3 separate regions of the Mus musculus genome follow, and all the other regions are linked to region 2. The links are chromatin contacts, called in public HiChIP or PLAC-seq and promoter capture Hi-C maps. All regions are on one chromosome and are shown on one strand. Each heading gives the region's core, a stretch centred on a gene start, on an enhancer-like site or on the middle of the called end of the contact. The rest is flanking DNA. Distances are from core to core; before and after follow the strand shown.

Region 1 (2,700 bases), core at 167-2,666, 1.7 Mb after region 2:
CCCTTGTGAGGAAATCATCCCCTGTACTGTCAAGATGCTGTGGCTAAGGCTACTGCTGTGGCCCCGGAATTGCAAAAGAATCTTAAATGGGAACAGCTGTTCCAATTCACAGCTTGTGGTTCAAGGGACACACAGTCCCTCTGACAGGACGCTTTGCTTTCAGAAAACAAGCCTGGGCATGATTTCTAGTCTATATTAAAGTAAGAAAGTTTATTTCTTTATATACTCCTAAAGAGGTAGTTGTTCATAGTCCTGAAGCTGGGGTCTCCTTTCCAGATGCTGGGAATTTAACACACATCCTGGAGTCCTTTACGTTAGTGAAAAGCTGGTGTGTGGGAAGATTTTGTGCATTCCTGGGCCAGGCTTACCTGAGAATATCTCCAAGAGGTAGCCTTGTCTGAAAACTACTGAGTTGTCTATAACTGAGAAAAGGGGAAAAATAAGTAAAACATTTTTCCTAGGTCTTAACAATCAATCCTCTATCTTTACAGTATAGGAACACATTCCTGCTTTCAGAACATTTGCATCCTCCACAGAAGAAACATTGGATGGTGTTTAATATTTGGTGTCTGCCTTGTATCACTTAATACTCTGTCCTCCAATCAATCCATGTTGACTAGAACAGAACAAACTATATACATATACTAAAACATCACAATGTATCCTGTAATTTTTCAGTTATTTTCTTTATATTTCACAAGTAAAATCAACATGACCATCTTCCTAAATCCATCTGGAGTTAGAACAATTTTGTGTTGTGTGATGGAGATAATTCTTGTTGCAGTCATCACTGGATAGATTTATATTCCCATATTGGTTCCTGAATAAGCATCCTCCACTGATAGTTGAGAATGCCTTATGACTAAATTCCTGTGTTTGCCTACAGATAGCCTGCTTTCTGTGGTATATGAAACAAGGTAACAGAACATATGAAATGAATCTCTCTTATATATAGTAATGGGATTTATTAGACTGATTTACAGGTGGAGGTTACGGTAATCCAACACTGAAGGTATATGAACAGAAATACCAAGAATCCAGTAGTTGTTCATTCCATGAGCCTGAATGTCTCAGGTCTCCCATATACACCTAAACTCTGAAGAAGTAGGCTCGAATGCCAGTGAAGAAATGTACTTGCTAGGGAGGCAAGAACAGGCAGACAAAGAGGCAGAGCTTCCTTTTCCCATGCCCTTTATAAAGGCAGATGTGTCCCAGGTTAGAGATAGAGCTTAAACCTAAACAATGTGGATTAATCTTGTGTCTTCTCACCTCAAAGATACAAACCTGAAATGAATCGTCCAACTTCAAATGATCTAAGCAAAATCCCTTTCCAAGTGTGTCCAGCCACTTTTGGGTTTCAGTTAATTCCAGATATAGTCAAATTGAAAACTGAGAATAGCCATCATATTCAGGGAATGCTAATGAGAGGTTCCTACCTGTTGGTATCAGGACCTCTGAAACCCGTGACATCACATAGGCATGACCTGAACACCTGTTGCCAAGGTAACAGCCAACATATTCACAGAATCCACTTGGCTCACGTCCTACCTTTACCTGTGACTATGTCACCATCCATATAAAATGTCCCCCATCTCCCTGATCTCTCTTTCTCTATCCCCTTCTCTTTCTGCTGTCACCTTGCCCCTTTCTCTCTCAATAAACCACACGTGGCACTGTTTGGCCTGGTGTGGTCCTTCTGAAGCCGTGCAAAGATCACAACACTACCAACCTTTGTCCTGGCAATATACAGATTCAAAAGATTTCCTTCTCACTTGTTATCTGACCCACATTCTTGATAACTTTGTCTCCAAGTTAAAGATTTTTATGCTGCATTGTCTCTGCATGGTCCCTCCTATTTGGCTAACCTCTATGGAGGGATCTGGTCTAGGACAGAAGGAAAGGGATCTGAGGGATGGACAGCACTCTATTCCTTCCTGCCAAGTGAGCAGAAGGAATTTAAATTCCTTTACCTCCTTAGGTTTCTATGTAGGTCTGAAGCTATGAATACACTCTTGCTTTCTTTCACATGTTATGTCGGCCTGAAGGGGATAATCATTAATAAATCATAGAATGTCCTCCAGGTGTTCTTCAAGGTTTACCTGTAGCTATGCTGATGGCTTTCATAGTCATGACTAATTATGAATTTCTTACCAAACATATGATTCTAACAGAGCAGTGTTAAACACAACCTATTTTTGGGGTGATTTTCAAGATTAAATTTCCTTTAATTAGTATTTTTGTCTACTGAGAAGCATTGTTTAAGTTCAATATGCCTCGTGGCCTTACTACAGTTTTTACAGAATTTGAAAAAATACAGAGAGAATGGGTAAAAAACAAGTTTTGTTACAGTAGCATTGGAAACTAATTGAAGGAAAGCTAGTTTCTTCCAGCCAAAATGCAATCTACTCCCTTGTAGAGGCTTGCCTTTGTCTCTTCCCTTAAGGGTTGATCCTGTTAGACCAATGAGAATGTCTGACTTACCATATACCATGATAAAAAGAGGAAAAGGTAAGTATTCCCTTAATGAGATGATATACATTTCTTTCCCAGAATTCTTGTTCTCTGGGAAGTGGAACAGCAACCATGTAACTGTGTTAAGCACCCCTCACCCCTTGCTTTTCTGAGTCCTTACTTTTTTCCTTATTCTTTTGTTAATTTTTTTTAACTATTTTTTTATGACTTTGGATATTTGTCAAAAAC
Region 2 (2,700 bases), core at 74-2,573:
AGATTTTAAGAATAAAGAACTGGTTTAGACGGCTTTTATAAACACTTGGGCAACAAAGTCAGTGGGCAAGGGATCGGGTGAGTCAGTGGGACATAACTGCTAAAGAAAAGAGATTTGTTGTCCCCAGTGCCGCCTTAGAAAATCCAGCTGCTCAAGTGGAAAGTGGGCCATTTCGGGAGCAGGTGCGGACCCACCCCAACTCATTCCATTCGCAACACTCATAACACATTTGCTCCAGAAAGAAGAGGTCAAAAGCCAGCCCCACGGCGCTCTCTGAAATCTACCAAGTCTGCAAGGGTTGTCAACTGTCCTGGCAGAGATGGGCACGGAGGGGCACGATTCGGGGAGTTGGGGTTAAAGGGCAAGTCTATTTGACCTGTGTTAGGCAAGTTTCTCTTGGGCAAGTAAAATCCTCAGTGTGACAGGGAATCTCTGTCCGCAAGGTGTGGAGACAGCAAAAAGAAACTAAAAGGGTTGAGGCACTAGAGGATCCTGAAGACAGGATTGACAGCTCTGCTTTACAGGTCCGATGAAGAAGGTCCTCACCTCTTCAGACACAAGGGAGATCCCAGCACAAAGGCTTGGGCAGAAGAGTGTTCATGAAGTCCCTTCCCCACACACCTCCCCAGATCTCCTGGCTACATGGGTCCCAACAGACCAAGTACCCCCTTGTCATTGAGGTAGGGAGCAGCGGGCCACAGGGCCTGCGAGGAGTGGCTGGAGGAACCTGTGTATGGGACCAGACAGACTCAGCTGGAGTTTCAGGCCTGGATTTTCCTTGTCCCCCTCCGCCCGTAATTGCCACTATTGCAAGGGGCTGAAGGCAGCTCAGAGCTGGGGTTCTGCACGGAGGGACAGCACTCCCTCCACCCACCCACCCCCCAACACACACATACACAAACATACACAAGGGCTTTCACAGCAGCACCTCTCGCAGAAAGTGTTCCCGAGCAAGGCCTGCCACGGTTACCGGAGCAACGACCCAGGCGCCCCAAGTCCTCAACACCTCGGGAAGAGCCACGCCCGCCCTCGTGGGCCCGCTTACCCTGTGGGGGGCTTGGCCGCCAGTGCACGCGGCGCGTCCATGGAGCCGGCGGGTTGCTCTGCCGGCCGACTGGGGCGCTGGCTGCGGCGCCGCCGTCCTCATTCACTTTTTCCGCGCTGACCCATCGTCCTCCCACGCGGGGCTAGCGAGGACAGCGGCCGTGCCGAGAGGACGGAAGCGACCTGGGGCGTCCGGGCGGGCGGGGGCGTGCGGAGAGAGACGGACGCGGCTACCCCGGGCGCGGGAGCAAGGTGCGCCGCCCCCCGCCAAACTGGCTCAGCCGCGCCCACCGCGGCGCCGCCCCGTGCCCGCGCGCCGCTCCCCAGCGCCCGCCTCTCCGCGCGCCCCCGCTGCCCGCCGGAGCACACCTGGGCGGGGCGCGCGCCCCGCGGTGGGCACCGAGTCACCTGCCCAGCCGGCTGGAGGAACTAAGCGGGCAAATACCTGGCCACCTGTGGCTGCGCGGGGCGAGGCGGGCCGACTAGGCTGCGAGAACCGACTTGAAGGAAGAGAGAAAAATAGACGGTCTAGCGCCTCAGTTTCTGCCCCAGAACCTAAAAGAACCTTTGTTAGAACTAGAGATCTACTGTAAGGGGAGGGGAGAGTGGTCCAAAATGAGGTCCTTGGTGTGCAGCATAGGAAACTGGAGAGGGACGCAGCTTGGGGTAAAGGGGCACACCTTTTTCTGAGAAATCAGAAAGCAGTGAGGCTGGAGTGTGGACATCCAGTGCCAACAAGAACTGCACCTGTTTGGATGCATGCTTCTGCTTGCCAGCCTAATTGCCTGGATAGTAATGAATGCTACTGTGGCCCCAGCCCTGTGATTCCCATGTTGAGTGGTGAGCAAAAATACCAGCAGAGGCAGCAGGTGCTGAGGCCTCACTGCAAGTCAACCTGAGGACCCAGCACCACTAAGCTTCCCTTCTCCAGCCTGCTAATTGACCTTAGGGGAACAGGAAAAGAACCTGATTGCTATGAAGTTCCGCCCTTCAAATACAGCAGTTGTACTAGGTTCTCAGGATTGGAATAAAATGCCAGTAAGAGGCAAAATTCTGTGACTGAACTCTGTATCCAGAAGCTTGCCTAAGCTTTTCTTCCTCTGAACCCCAACTTTCTGTTTAAGGAAAGAGGGGAGACCAGTGTACAAAATACAAGTCCTGCAGTAGCCTTCTTTGCTCCAGCCACAGTGCCCACTCAAAGCAGGTGAACCACTTCATACCTACAGCAGAGCCTGGCTTCCTTTTGAACACAATACTCAGAGCATTTCCCCACCCGAGGGCTTCTGGGATCTGCAATGTGTATCCTGCAGGCTCTGCTCAGATACCTGCTCCTCAGGGAGCTCTTTTCTGACCTCTTTGTCGCAAAGGACATCCCCACTCTCAACTCCCATCTGCTTCTTGTCCACTGTCTTGAGTTTTGTTTGATACTCTTGCCGATTGTCTTGATATTCCTCATGGAAGCATATCACTTTATCTTCTGTGTGTGTGTGTGTGTGTGTGTGTGTGTGCGCGCTTTATATGTCTGTTTATAATCAAAATGCTTACATGCTTTTATATTTATATAAACTGAGTGTATTAATTACGCATGCAAGAGGTATAAATACATGTAGATATACATGTCATATTGAATATGTTTACCTTTATGTGTTTGGAATG
Region 3 (2,700 bases), core at 14-2,513, 1.0 Mb before region 2:
GCAAAGTTCTAACCTTTGCCTTCCCGTGGTGTCTGTGTGCAGAGGAGAAGCCCCTCTTATTACCTTAGCAGTGGATTGAGTTTCAGCCTTTAGGTGCCTAATGGCAGCAGATCCTGAGAACGGATGACTTAATGAATGTACACCTCTCATAAACTTCCTGGCTATAGTAATGCCAATGCATGAAGTTCCTGACTGTTGTAATGCGAACGATTGTGCATTATCAGTGTGTGGGACTTAATAGAAAATGCATGCAGTGAACACCTAGGAGAAATTAAAGGTATTGCCTTAAAAAGTGGCATGATGGGAAAATGGAGGAAATAGACCTTAGATGACATTGACTTTCATGCAGTACTCGGCTTGGAAGATCATCCTCAACTTGGATTCAGGAAAACATAAAGAACCAGCTCACGGACCGTTTAGAATGAGAATGTATTTAAATTGAAAGAATCATACATCTTTTCTGCCTTTGGAAGGATTTAATGATAGTCCAACTAGGATAAAAATAAATTTTATACAAATATATAGAAACACTAGAAGCAGGCTGTTAAATGTTTTCACTTTTAATATGAAGAGATGGGTAATACGGAGTGGAGTAAAAACTTACTGACCTTCGTGTTTTGGATAAACTGTCCAGGACCTTATGCTGAAAACTTACCCATTTATTTCAACGTTATTGCTTGTTTTGTTGTATATTGCAAATTTTCAGTCATCATCATAGGTGGTCGTGGCTACATTCTGCTTATCCTTACTATCATACAATTGATCTGATTTAAATATTCTATACCTGACTCTTGTAGAAGCTTACCTTCTTTATTTAAGGAGGTGTGAGCTATTACCCTTCGGATTGTAATAATTAAACTTAGTTGCAATTTTCATGCAAAACCAAATTGTCTAGTTAAAAAACAGCTCTTAAGTGGACTGCTATGCTTATCGTTTAAAATAGATCGTTTTTTATGCTGCCATTTACTGAAATAACATAAATACCTCATTGTTTTCGTTCTAAGAATTGTGGTAACTTAAAGAAACTGCAGATAATTTAAGGCATTTAAGAATGGACTTTTACATTGGCTATGATTTATGAATTATTTTTCTTAAAAATCAGTATACTATATCTTCCTTGTTAGCGTATTTAAATTAAACATATACCAATGTTTATAATTTATTCCAACCCGAAAAGTTATTTCTAGTTTGTGTGTGTTTGTGTGTGTGTGTTTGTGTGTGTGTAGGAGAGAGAGAGAGAGAGAGAGAGAGTATATATGAAAGAGAGAGACTGTATATGTATTCACTACATCAACTTCAGTATATTCTTTCAGTTACTATCTTGCCCACAAAATATGAACATGTTAAATTTTTACATATACATGTGTGTGTGTGCATGTGTGTGTGTATTGGTTTCCTGAGCATTGGAGAAAAAGGTATAATGGAAATATTACTAGGACTTTTTTCTGTGGTTTGCCTAAAGAATTCCATTATGATGTACATAATAAGTAGTTCCGTGAGCTATGGTTCTACCTGTTGCCAAGCAGCAAAGGCTCTTTTTGTGTTTTTTTATTATTATTATTATGTCCTATTTCTATACTGGCCTATCTCCCTTTCAGCAGAAAAAAATTACCTTAAGACTTTTTAAATGACTAACATTTAGAAAATTGAATTAATTTTATGGTGGATTAATCCTAATCTTCCATTACTGGAAATATGGGTTTTTAATAGTTAAATGGTAAAAAAAAAAAAAAAAAAAAAAAACAAAGGAATTTAATTCATAATCCTCAAAACTGATGAGACAGTACATGGATATGGAGGTCAAGACCATGCCTGGGAAGATCAGTATCCCTAGAAGGTTCATCTTCTCAGAAGGAAAGGCTATTGAGCATCCAGATTACCCGCACTACAGTAACCTCTTACAGAAAATGAACATGCCCTCTGTGAAAGGACTTGAAGACAGACATAACTGTGTCAGATTTGAAAAGAAATGCAACCCTACATTTTTAAAATTTCATCCTTATCCACCTTCAGTCTTGCCGGACTATCATCTTCACTACCCCTATCCCCCACCATATGGGAGGGCATATCCATTAGCACCATTGCGTGACGATGTGCCCTTGGGTGACCCCTGCTCAGGATTTATGAGTCCTGGTGGAGATGCTAATTTAAAGCCTAATATAGGCAGAGCCATACCAAACCTGGTGAGTTTCCATGATGTGAAACCTCAAAATCGAGTTCCTAGACCAGACAAAGGATTTCAAACAACAATAAAAAGGCAAACAATACTTGCAGAAGAACTAAAACAGGATAGGAGATGGAATTCCAGGAAAGTGCCAGACATTTCCATCAAGGCAAAGCTTGGAGGTAAGTAAAGCAACATAGTTTTTATATGTTCTTCAAGTGACGCAAAGGAGAATGAGCTTGAGATTTTTTTAAATTTTAGCAGTTAAATTGACATAAAATGACTGAACAAATTATTTTCAATTGGATTTTAAGAAGGTCTTACAAGTGATACAATGTATAAATCTGCTTGTAAAACACAAATGATTTTTTTTAATTTAAGTTTAATTGGTCAACAGCAAATATATTAACAATTAATTTATTTTAATTATACAGATAACTTATTTTACAAAAGAGGGTCCATGTGTCAGGGTAAATTGTATAAAAGCTTCCTTCATTGTTTCTCTCCCTTGTAATCAATCTGCTGGTTAAAAAGTT

The links. Promoter capture Hi-C pulls out the DNA fragments that hold promoters and counts their contacts. HiChIP or PLAC-seq counts read pairs in DNA pulled down with a chosen protein or histone mark.
Region 1: a promoter capture Hi-C map of stem cell-derived epiblast-like cells shows a contact between it and region 2, with 4 times the contacts expected there. The contact joins the promoter of 4930554G24Rik here to the promoter of Cobl in region 2. A contact is called at or near these places in 2 of 39 promoter capture datasets (liver and stem cell-derived epiblast-like cells).
Region 3: a contact with region 2 is called in an H3K27ac HiChIP or PLAC-seq map of embryonic stem cells, with 3 times the contacts expected there. The contact joins the promoter of Spata48 here to the promoter of Cobl in region 2. A contact is called at or near these places in 4 of 39 promoter capture datasets (the 3T3-L1 cell line, cranial neural crest, hippocampal neurons and 1 more) and 1 of 115 datasets of contacts at active chromatin or transcription factors (embryonic stem cells).

What each region holds. Positions count from the first base shown.
Region 1 is chr11:14,177,625-14,180,324 of GRCm38.p6, forward strand. 4930554G24Rik (RIKEN cDNA 4930554G24 gene) reads right to left here and starts at 1,417. Exons shown (of 4, transcript NR_131011.1): 1 at 1,285-1,417.
Region 2 is chr11:12,463,637-12,466,336 of GRCm38.p6, forward strand. It overlaps Cobl (cordon-bleu WH2 repeat), which reads right to left and starts at 1,324. Exons shown (of 15, transcript NM_172496.3): 1 at 1,046-1,324. The coding sequence starts at 1,086.
Region 3 is chr11:11,462,481-11,465,180 of GRCm38.p6, forward strand. Spata48 (spermatogenesis associated 48) reads left to right here and starts at 1,264. Exons shown (of 9, transcript NM_001347068.1): 1 at 1,264-2,346. The coding sequence starts at 1,776. It also overlaps a transcript of Zpbp not described here.